Regions from separate parts of the Sus scrofa genome. Here region 2 is linked to region 1. Evidence: chromatin contacts called from public HiChIP or PLAC-seq data. All regions are on one chromosome and are shown on one strand. Each heading gives the region's core, a stretch centred on a gene start, on an enhancer-like site or on the middle of the called end of the contact. The rest is flanking DNA. Distances are from core to core; before and after follow the strand shown.

Region 1 (5,990 bases), core at 3,477-5,976:
TCCTGTTGAGGTCTCTCACAAGGAGGCAGCATCAGGTTCGAGCATCACAACTGGCCACAGCCGTACCGGCCTTGAAGATTTCTATGGTCTATTTTGAGCGATTTTACTGTTCATGGTCTTGGCAAACTTATCCACTTTCTGACAATATTTAGAGCCTGATGTAAGTGTGAACTAGATAATGACCTTTAAAGTCATGGCATGATGTTCTGTTTAAAGCTTTAATTTCTTCCTCAGGGTATCTGCAAGGTCCTCTGACCTCCGCACGGCCTCTTGGAGACTTCTCCAAATTTCTGTCCACTTGCTGGGGTGGGGCTGGGGTATAACCAGAGGACTTTCACGTGTCTTGGGCTGTGAGGAATGTCCAAGCCTGCAGACACCATTCCCTACGTTTTGACGCTTTTGCAGCCTTTCCTGAGGTGCATAACACTGACTGGCTCGTCCCAGGCATGTCTTTCTCTCTGAACATTTTAGGATCTTCCCCAAAACAGGCATGTGCCAGCATGTCACCAGCTCCCCCCAGTGAGCTGTTACTAGGACTGGGCTAAGGTTTCACGCTCGACATGGCTAAAACAATACCATATCTGTAGCTTAACTTTACATGACTCACCAGAAGAGCTATTTTAAACAGAATTTGTAGCGACTAAGATTACATTTGTTCTAGGAAAAAGACTTGAAGGGACAAGAGGCTAATGCAATATTTCGAAGTGCTCTTTTTAAGCTCACAGGAGCTTATTTTCTTGACAGCATCCCGGTTACCAGGCACAACAGGAGGTGGCAAGAACCTGTATCTAAAACACTCAAACAACCATGTCCTGGTGTCTTCCGATGGGAGTGCATGTCCGTCAGAGGACAGGTTTGCAGAAACAGTGATGATCTCGTTCATCCAGCCACAGGGGAGTCTGGTAAGTACATTTGCAAAATAACATTTGTCAGGATAGAGCTCCGAGAGCCTTAGGAGGAGCAGAGTGTAGCAGTCGCCTGCTTACTTTACACTCATCTTCACTTCTCTTGGCAAATACCACGCTCTCTTCCCCTCCCTAGAGTGCAGAACCCAATTGAAGCCTCTGGCTCTGACATTTGGGCCAGGACAGGGTTTCTGTGGGTAGCAAGGGATCAACAGATGCCCAAGACAGCAGGCTCCCACGCTACTCAAATCTCAGTCATTCTCCTGAGAATAAAGCGCCCATCTTATTCTCCTGAGAAGTTGCTTCCCGTCCTGGAAAAAAAGAAAAAAAAATCCAGAAACTTTGAGTGAGATTCTCACTCTCAAGAGAATCTCCAGAAGACAAGTACAGTGTAATATTTATGATCTCACACATATGTGGACGCTTAAAAACAAAAAAAAAAAAAATTGAACTCCTAAAAACAGAGTGTAGAATGGTGGTGGCCAGGGACTGGGCGGGGGGCGGGGTAGGAATGGTAGATGTTGACCAAAGCCAAAAGGTACAAACCTTCAGCAATAAGATGAATAAGTTCTGGGGATTTAATGCACAGCATGATAATTACACTTAATACAACTGTATCATCTACTTGAAATTTGTTAAGAGGGTAGATCTTAAGCATTCTCACCACATACACAAGTAGCTGGGTGAGGTGATGGTTGTGTTAATTAGCTTAATTGCAGTAATCACTTCACAATGTATACATATATAAAATCATCGCATTGAATACTTTAAACATATACATGTCAGTTATACCTCAATAAAGCTGGAGGGGAGAAAAAAAAAGAAAATCTAAAAAATAAAGAATCTCCAGGCTAAGAATCTCCACAACACAATCCAGTCCTCTTGAGTTTTCCTGTCTAGGGTCTCCCATTTGACCTCCCATTGCCATCATCACATTAGACCCCTTAGGGAAATGCTGATTTTTTTTTTCCGTACCAGCAGCATGCATAAGTTCCCAAGTTAAGGATGAAACCCAAGCCACAGCAATGATAATGCTAGGTCCTTAACCAGCTGAGCCACCAGGGAACTCCTGGTATTTCTTTAGTAGGATACTAATTCCTTCCCTAGGAACTCTTCTTTTTTTTTTTTTCCTTTTCAGGGCTGCACCCGTGGCATAGGGGTCGAATCGGAGCTACAGCTGCCGGCCTACACCACAGCCACAGCAATGTCAGATCCGAGCCCCATCTGCAACCTACACCACAGCTCACAGCAATGCCGGATCCTTAATCCACTGTGAAAGGTCAAGGATCAAACCGGCATCCTCATGGATGCTAGTCAGATTTGTTTCCACTGAGCCATGACGGGAACTCCCTGAGCTCTTCTTTACATAGCTGAGACAAGTTGGAACTTTTCCAAAGCCTTTACAAAATTCTGAGAAAGAACGAGGATATAAACACGAAAATACACGAAGTATAAACACAGGCAGGCTTGTGCAAGACATTAAAATGGTAATGTTTAGGGAATGAGACATGCAAGGAGGAATTTTATACATTATAATTTTCTTGTTATTTGATTTTTTCCAAGAATTATATTTAATTTATAAGTAGTACACATATATTGGAAAACTTACATGGTATTCATTGGGGATTCTGTTTGTTTTTTTTTTTAATTTTATCAAGGTTTTTATTTATTTAAAAAAAATCAATGTAAAATACTATGTAAGTTTCAAGTGTACAATATAGTGATTCACAATTTTTACCCTATTTATAGTCTTACAAAATATTGGCTATGTTACCTGTGCTGTACAATATGTCCTTGTAGCTTATTTATTTTACACATAGTAATTTGTATCTCTTAATTTCCTATCCCTTTTGGTGCTATCATTACATTCCAGTTCCTATGATTCATTCTATCCAGAGACTTTGCCCTTTATTAACCTTTCTATCCCCTACCCTCCCCAGCAGTTCTCACAGACCCACTCACAAGAACAATGGATAATGGGTTTGATCATTCATTCAGCAAACATGCTACTACATGCCATCTATCATGCCAGACAATGAATAATATCTTCAAGGCTTATCAGTACTACTCAGGTGCCTTTTCTCTTTCATAGGAGAATGATCAAGGGTCATTTCCTTAAAACTCCATTCTGTGCCCATCTACAAGGTCCCAGAGCTTACTTTTGTGTGTGTGTGTGTGTCTTTTTAGGGTCGCATCCGTGGCATATGGAGGTTCCCAGGCTAGGGGTCTTATCAGAGCTACAGCTGCTGGCCTGCAGCAACACCAGATCTGAGCCGAGTCTGTGACCTACACCACAGCTCACGGCCACGCCAGATCCTTAACTCACTGAGCAAGGCCAGGGATCAAACCTGTGTCCTCATGAACGATAGATTCGTTTCTGCTGAGCCACAACGGGAACTCCAAGCTTACTTTTTTTTTTTTTTTTTTGATAAAAAAGAGGAAGAATAGGCACTTAGAATTACATGAAAACATATTTAATAGATTCATTAATCTCTGCCAATAAAAAAGATCTTGGGAGTTCCCGGCATGGCTCAATGGTTAACGGGTGCGGCCCTAGAAATGGCAAGACAAAAAAAAAAAAAAAAGATCTTGGCTGAAGACTTCTCATAAGACAATGGATCCATATAAATGGGTCACAAAACTGCAAAGAAAAAAAATTCCCACTTTCTGATTAGTAGCAGCAAAAACTACTAATGGGAGTTCCCACTGTGGCTCAGAAGGTTAAGAACCTGCCACAGTCTCTGTGAGGATGTGGGCCTTGCTCAGTGGGTTAAGGATCCAGCATTGTCTCAAGATGCAGCATAGGTCACAGGATGTGGCTAGGATCTGGTGTAGCCATGGCTGTGGCGTAGGCCAGCAGCTGCAGCTCTGATTCAGCTCCTAGCCCAGGAACTTCCATAGGGTGCAGGTGCAGCTGTTTTAAAAAAAAGCTATTAATCTAGTCAAGACAAGGAGGTCTTCTGGGTACTACCAGGAAGGTGATCAAGGGCCCTTATTCGGCCCATCTATGCTTATGACTATTACCTGCTCCCCTGTTCTTTGCCCGGGCTCCATGGAGATACTATTTCTCTCCTCCCTTTCCTCATCTAACACGGGCTCAAGAATCCTCACCTGGGAGTGATTCAAATTGGTTTAGCCTTATCTTGCCTGGAGACTCCAGCTTCCCTTCATCTCTCTCATTTTCCTCAAGAAAGACAGAGATAAAACATTTGAAGATTTTACAAATGAACCTCATCCCAAGGTTTGCAGTCACCTCTGCTGATAAATGCACTGCAGAAGGGCATGTTGGAGGAAGAGGTCCCCCTGACACATCCGAGGGGAACAGTCTGTGCCTGGGGAATTTGCCTTGGGTTATGACTTTCATGACATCATTGGCCCACGAGGAAAGGGCATCCAAACCTACACCTCACTGGCCAGACCCCTGCATGGATGTCCTTGGAAGGTTGCCAGGGTCAGGGCATCAGCCCTTCCCTCCTGTGCCGGAGCAAGTCTGTATCAATGGATGGGACAGACAGGACTTATTGGCCTGAGAGAAGAAAGACACTGGTGAGGCCCAGCAATCCATCCCAGGAAATGACAGGCCAGTCGGTACCCAACTATACAAACGTGTTTTCTGACCACCCCCCAAATTCTTCAAGGCACTTTGCTAAAATAAATCATTTTATTTATTTTAATCCTAGAATCAGTTCAAGAATTTATTCCTAAGAAAACAGCAGGTGGCAGCAAAGTTTTACTTTTTTTTTTTTTTTTAACCCGTTGGGCAAGAATTGAAAAACACAGTGTCATGGAATTATCTCCTCATTTCTGAGTCAGCCAACTGGCCCAGAAACTGGCACAATGCCATCTTGTGATGTGGAGTATATAGAGTCTTCTTGAGTAGGCTCTGTGCATTTTGACAAGAGAACCCCCAAAATGTCTCCCCCGAAACCAGAGGCCTGCCTGGTTCTTTCTGCAAGGCAGACAGGGAAGTGACCGGCACAGAGTGGCCCCATCACAGAGCCAAGGGCTGTGGCTGCGAGTCTCGTGTTCTCTTGCCCAACGTCAAGGAGTTGCTCACTCACAATGGGGCGGCCCTCAGGGAAACCTGAGAATGATTAAGTGGAAGTGTGCCTAAAAATTGTGTGTGCACCTCATAGCATTTTCACCATCTAGTATGATGTAACCCACGAGGTGAAATGTGTGGGTAGAGAAAGACAGGGAAGACAAAAGGGATTTTAAAATCTGGTCTCTGGTGTACCTAGAGATTTAGAGACCTCCAAAGGCTACATGACCACTGACTGCTGAAGCTCTGGGCTTGGGAGAGACAATGCCAAGATCACTGTCTGGTTTGGTCTCAAATGTCTTCCTTGCCTTAGTATTATGCTTGGCTCCCAACTTCAATTTGTGGCCAGAAAGTTTCCATTGCCCCAGCACAGCTCTAGAGTTTGGAACCCAAGTCTTTTTTTGTTTGTTTTTGGTTTTTGTCTTTTTAGGGCCGCACCCTCAGCATATGGAGGTTCCCAGGCTAGGTGGTGAATTGGAGTTGTAGCTGCCAGCCTACGCCACAGCCACAGCAACACCGGATCCGAGCCGCGTCTGCGATCTACGCCGAAGCTCAGAGCAGTCAACGCCAGGTCCTTAACCCACAGAGCGAGACCAGGGATCGAACCTTGCATCCTCATTCGTTTCTGCTGAGCCATGACAGGAACTCCTGGAAGCCAAGTTTTGGCTGAATTGTTTTGCAGAACAAATCCAGGTTTGACTTTATGAATTGACAGACCAGTTTATTTCATCCCCAAATGTGCTTCTGAACTCTCTCACACCCATTTTAGATTGAGCCACTTAATTTCCATCCAGGTGGACACTCTCTTCCTGTTTAAAGTCAGGATGGAAAGGGGTGGGGGGAGGGCCAGAGGATTGTGCCTAGTCATTATTTTTTAAAGATACAGAACTTGTTATGGAAAAGAAAGACAAAATTGAAGACGTTGTTTTCAAGATCCTAAACAGATTTTACAAACAGACGTGTTTGTGGGTTTTCTTTCTGGAAAAGGAATTGACGGAAAAGTGAGTAGCTCTGGCCTTTTGTAAGTTGTGTAAGTACATCTG
Region 2 (6,220 bases), core at 1,725-4,224, 320 kb after region 1:
TATGCATACTGCCTCCTTTATACAAATGAAATGGTGTAGTTCTTTGTGAAATAATACTTTTTATTTAACAAATACTGCTTTCATTTATATCTGCCTAATACTCTTTTAATAAGTTTAATTTGGGAATTCTGTTGCATGGTGAATTAAGGACCTGATGTTTTCACTGCAGTGGCTTGTATCACTGCTGTGGCACAGATTCAATCCCTGGCCCAAGAACTTGTGCATGCCACAGGCATGATAAAAAAAAAGTTAAATTTATTTTAGGTAATTTTAGCCTGTGTGGTAGACTTGAATTACCCAACCTTGTAAAGGTGACAGGTACTAAATTCACAAGAGTGAAAAGTGGGTCTCCCAAGATTTTTATTTATTTGTTTTTATTTACATTTTTTCTTTTTTTAAAAAATTTTATTATGATTGATTTACCATGTTCTGTCAATTTCTGCTGTACAGCAAAGTGACCCAGTTATACATATATATACATCCTTTTTTTCACATTATCCTCCATCATGCTCCGTCACAAGTGATCAGAGTTTTAGAACCTAATTTTTTATGGTATGTGGTTTTGATTTGGTCATATGTTAGTGATATAAACTTCTTTTCCTGGTAGTAGTCCTCATATATAAGAGTTAGTTTACTTAAATTTGTCAGGATGCTGTACCTGAAACATTTCTTACCTGTTTATGTACAATTAAAGGTAGGAAAAAGTTTATCTTTGCTTAATAATATTTTACTGTCCAATATGAATTAATTATGTAAATAGAGTTAAATGCAAAATTAGAATGTGTCCTCTGAAATTATCCTCAATGAGCCATAACCTGCCACTTCACAACCTAAAAATGTAATCAAAGTAATGAAATGAAATACCTTCGGTGTATGTAACAAGGAAAAAAAACTGTCAAGCATTGGTTGTGTAAACAGTTATAGTCATATAAACTGTAAACAGTAATATTCCCAGGAGTCTAATTTATTTGTATTTTCCTTATATTCCTTTATTAGTTTCAATAATGGATAAGGTGACAACAGTTTTCAACAGTGCACAGAGATTGGAAGTTGTTAGAAACTGCATCTCATTCATATTTGAAAATAAAACATTGGAGACTGAAAAGGTAATAAAATGCCATCTTTCCCAAGTAAGCATTCTTCATGTTGCTTTCAGATTTCTATGTTTAGCTTGCCAACTGACTTCTCCTTTAATTCCATCTCTTTTCCTCATAAAGTATCCTTTCATTGTTTCCATCATTTTAAATGAACAGTGTCGAAGATATAAAATCTTAGCCAATTCTAGTAATGTGACAACCAGAGAGGTAATGAGAGTCCCTTTTTCCCCTGAAACTTTTAAACATTGTTCATTAAATCTTATTTTGGCATATTACTAAGAAACTTAACATTTAAAATATAATTTGATTTCTTACAAAGAATCTAGTTAGAACAAGTAGTGAATTATAAAAATTGTGGTCTTTAATTAAGTGTGCCTTGTTAAAGCACATTTTCTTATCTTTAGTAAAACACACTAAACATTATGTAACCTTTCCCTAGTGACTCTTCATAGTTCTGAACCTCTATTACAGGGGGCAAGGAAAGCATATCAAATAAAGCTTTTATCTTTGCTCTAAATGACCTCAAACCCTTTATGTTTTGAGGGTTTTGGTATCTATTTTTACTTAAGGTTGAAGTGTTACAGACTTTCTTTTGCTTCTCTTGCTTTCAGCTTTCACACCCTGTTTCTTATACCTGTTGTAATAATATTAGGTCTTCCTACTCTCAAGCTTCTTTCCTTTCTTCTCATTTGCTCCTTCATTCTCATTTTAGGTTTTCAGAGTTAAATAAGCTTATTATTATTTTATGTAAAGTAAATTAATTAGACTCTAAAAGTGAACCGGAAGAGGCATTCTTATGGGTGATGAGTGGAAGGGTTTTAATACATAAACCTAGAGATTTCTATTTGTTGCTCTGTTCCTCCCCCCCATTATCTTTTGAAATGAGAAGAGATTAGAGAATTTTCTGGTCATAAATTAAAACTGAATAGTGATTAAGTTGCTGATCAGTTTACAAATATAAAATTACTTATGATTCTTATCATTTAAAAATGTCCTTCTATTCTTGCCATGGAGATGTGGCCAGTTATTGAAAGAACGTGTCTAAGTATCTGTGGTTTTGACTCATAATCTGAAGCCACAGTTATTTTGGTGACCACAGTTTTGATGAGCTTTTTTAAAATGAAATTTAATGTTTTTTAAATGTATCACATAAACCTAGTCCTACTTATTTTCATGCTGCCTTACAAATAAAAAGTCACCATAAACCATCTATTTAGAATTGTCCTTAATTGCTAATCAACTCTTTTCTAGAAGTTTGTCTACTAATAAATCTGTTAAGTGGTTTATAGGTTACACATGAGTTTTCAGTGTGCTTGAAAGTTACTTTTTTCCTAGTGGTGCCTTTTGTTCACTTCTGCCTCTGTTGTCCTCAGACCCTTCCTGCTGCATTGAGAGCCCTTAAAGGAAAGGCAGCAAGACAATGTCTCACTGATGAGCTGGGTTTACATGTTCAGCAAAATCGGGCAATATTAGACCATCAACAGTTTGACTACGTAGTAAGAATGATGAACTGTACTCTACAGGTAACTTTTAGTTCTTTCAGATTATCTTTCTTACTTGAGAATATTTTTATTTTTTCTGGAGGATTCAGTAATTACCAATGTATCAGGTTCTTGAAACTTCCACAGCCAACAGATTAAAGAGCCAATATCTATACCATTTCTGTTAGAAATGGTATATATTGCCTGGCATAAATATTAAGAGTTTTTTTATTCTTTCTTTGTTTTTTCATTAAAATATTAGGTTATTTTACTAGTTATATAAGCAAGCTTTCTGAAAATAAAAGTCATCTTTAAAACATTAGTTATATATTACTTAATGACTGTATTCATGTCAGTCTTTTTCAGTCAGTTTTCAGTTGTACTATTAAATTGGAGGGCAGCGAATGGTGAGTAATCCAAATGAGAAATGAATTGCTCAATTAAGTGTTTAGTAAGTACTTTGTGTGGGTAAAACACAAAAAATTTCCAATTGGTTGTGAAATATGTATATGATCTTAGAGATAAACTTCCCACAAAATAATGAAGATACTAGGAGAAGCAAACAATTTGATTTCCCCATCCTGTCTTTGTGATGTTGGCATCATATTCTTTATAAGCTATGCAAAAATCCTTTCTTAAATTTTTTGTACAGGCAGAAAGTTGTGATTAAAAACTGAGATTTCAAAGACTGTCTGTACCAGAGAAACTGAGTAAAATGCGTGTAAAATCCTAGTAGATTGGAAAGTGAGAATTATAGTGTATAATTAATAACAAAATTTGTAGATGAAAAAAGGCCTCAATAAATGGAAAGATATACCATGTTCTTGGCTTGGAAGACTCAATATTATAAGGATATCATTTCTTCCAAAAATAATCTATAGAGTTACTGAAATTCCCATCAGAATCCCAACTGGAAGAGCAAAAGTCCGAGACTTACCAACACACGCCTAAAAAAAAAAAAAAAAAGCATGAGATTTGGCCTTGTCACATATCAAAAATTAGTTTAAAAGAAGACATATACATTGCCCAACCGTACACAAAAATGTGTTCAACATCACTAACCATCAGAGAAGTGCAAATCAAAATCACCTCACATCTGTTAGAATGGCTGTTATCAAAGAGACAAGAGATAATAAGTATTGGCAAGGATGTGGAGAAAAAGGAACCCTTGTGCACTGTCAGTGGGAAGGTAAATTGGTGTAAGCATTGTAAAAAATAGTTTTATGTATCCAAAGGAAATGAAAACAGTATATTAAAGACATATCTGCATTCCCATGTTCACTGCAGCATTAGTCACAATAACCAAGACACAGAAGCAACTTAAACATCCATCACTGGGTGAGTGGATAAAGAAGATGTGGTATATTTATGCAATACAATGGAATATTACTCAGCCATGAGAAAGAAGGAAATTCTACCATTTGCAACAACATGGATGAACCTTGAAGGCATTGTGCCAAATGAAACAGACCAGTCAGAGAAAGACAAATACTGCATGGTATTATATATGGAACCTTTTCAAAAAAGGCCAAACTCTTATAAACAGAGTAGAAAATGGTTGCCAAGGGCTGAGGGGTGGAGGAAATAGGGAGAGGTTGATAGCAGGTAGAAACTTCTAGCTATAAGATGACTAAGGCTCGGGTATCTAATGTAAAACATGGCGACTACAGTGGATAACACTGTATTATATAACTAATATTGCTAAGAGTGCTGAGCTTGAATGGTTTTACAAAAGAAGAGAAATATGTAAGGTGAGGTGTTAACTCAGTTGTTATAATCTTTTCATAAAGTATACCTAAATCATCTCAGTGTACACTTTAAATATCTTACAATTTTTTGGGGGTTACATACACAATAACACAAATTTTTAAAATTAATTTACAGTAATTAAGACAGTGGGATGTTGGCACAGTCATAAACAAGTTGAATATAAGAGAATGTGGAGTTTATAAACAGATGTATACATGTATAGAAACGTGATTTATGACAAAATTGGTGTTTCAGATCAGTGGCAAAGGAGGTAAAAAATTCAGCAACTTAGTACTGGGATGGTTGGGAGACCATGTACACATAATGAACCGTGTATACAAAAAATGTACAGATACCTCATACCATACACTAAAATCAGTTTTATGTGGATTAAATGCTTAAATATGAAAAGCCAACCTATATAGTTTTTCCAACAGCATAAAGGAAATATCCTTATGACTTTGGGGTAAAGAAAGATTTCTTTCACAAGGTACAAATAGTGCCAGTCTTAAAAGATGGTTATAGACCATCAATTTTACCTCAGTTAAAAAGAAAAGATTGCTAAACTCTGCTACGTTAGAATTAGAACTTCTGTTCATCAAAAAAATACCATAAAGAGAGTGAAACTGTGAACTTCAGAGTGAGAGATGTTTGCAAAGCATATGACTGCCAGTGGATTAGTACTTAGATTATAAAAACTACAAGTCAATAAGAAAAACACAACCCAAATTTTAAATAGGCAAGAGACTTAAAATATCTCTGAGTAGAGGAAATCCACTTGAATAATTAGTGTATGTAAAAGATAACATTTTTTAAAGAGATGATCTATGTCAATAATTGGAGAAATGTAAATTAAAGCCACAATGAGATAGCATTTTACACTCACTATTTTGTAATAATTTTTGAAACCGGATAATGTTAAGTATTGGTGAAGTTATGGAACAAAAAGAACATGTTAACTCCACTTATTAGAATATAAAGTGGGAGTTCCCATCGTGGAGCAGTGGTTAACAAATCCGACTAGGAACCATGAGGTTGCGGGTTCGGTCCTTGCCCTTGCTCAGTGGGTTAACGATCCAGCGTTGCCGTGAGCTGTGGTGTAGGTTGCAGACGCGGCTCGGATCCTGCGTTGCTGTGGCTCTGGTGTAGGCCGGTGGCTACAGCTCCGATTCAACCCCTAGCCTGGGAACCTCCATATGCCACGGGAGCAGCCCTAGAAATAGCAACAAACAACAACCAACATCAAAAAAACAAAAGACAAAAAAAAAAAAAAAAAGAATATAAAATGGTGTAATACCTTTAGAAAATTTAGTAAGATATAACAAGAAATAATATTTTCCTATACAGCTAAATATGAAAGTATCCAATGACCCTGTGATTCCACTCTTAAAGGAGTTTTTACCCACATACCGCAAAAGATATGCACAAAAATATTCACAGGAAAATTTTTTGAAATAGCAGAAAACTGGAAACAACTCATATGCTGACCAGCAGTAGAATGTATAAATAAATGATGCTGTTTTCTTATGTTACAATATTATTTAGCAGAGGAGTTCCTGCTGTGGTTCAGAGGGTTACAAGCCCAAGTACTATCCATGAGGATGTGGGTTCAGTCCCTGGCCTTGCTTAGTGGGTTAGGGATCCGACATTTCTGTCACCTGTGGCTCAGCTCCTGCATTGCTATGGCTGTGGTATAGGCCAGCAGCTGCAGCTCCGATTTGACCCCTAGCCTGGGAACTTGCATATGTCTCAGGTGTGGGTCTGACAAGCAACAAACAAGCAAACAAACAAAAAAACCCCCCGTATTAGTTAGCAGAGATGATGAATGAATTGCAGCTATAAAGAACAATGTGGATGAGTCTTAAGAAACTTTTATTTTTAAAAAAAGACATT

What was found. HiChIP or PLAC-seq counts read pairs in DNA pulled down with a chosen protein or histone mark.
Region 2: an H3K27ac HiChIP or PLAC-seq map of alveolar macrophages shows a contact between it and region 1. The contact joins two enhancer-like sites. A contact is called at or near these places in 1 of 47 Hi-C or Micro-C datasets (liver) and 1 of 2 datasets of contacts at active chromatin or transcription factors (alveolar macrophages).

Annotation. Positions count from the first base shown.
Region 1 is chr2:49,205,060-49,211,049 of Sscrofa11.1, forward strand. LOC110259727 (a long non-coding RNA gene) reads left to right here. Exons shown (of 3, transcript XR_002342104.1): 1 at 1-160; 2 at 745-902; 3 at 2,044-2,083. Among named protein-coding and RNA genes, the nearest start is that of ADM, 23 kb to the right of the region's middle. Within about 2 kb of position 4,727, at least 18 of the 83 cell types and tissues checked have an H3K27ac peak or open chromatin away from gene starts, as enhancers often do. A contact at or near this core is called in alveolar macrophages, where this site is marked.
Region 2 is chr2:49,527,952-49,534,171 of Sscrofa11.1, forward strand. SBF2 (myotubularin-related protein 13) reads left to right here. Exons shown (of 40, transcript XM_003122980.5): 15 at 997-1,106; 16 at 2,471-2,620. Among named protein-coding and RNA genes, the nearest start is that of SWAP70, 270 kb to the right of the region's middle. Within about 2 kb of position 2,975, at least 3 of the 83 cell types and tissues checked have an H3K27ac peak or open chromatin away from gene starts, as enhancers often do. A contact at or near this core is called in alveolar macrophages, where this site is marked.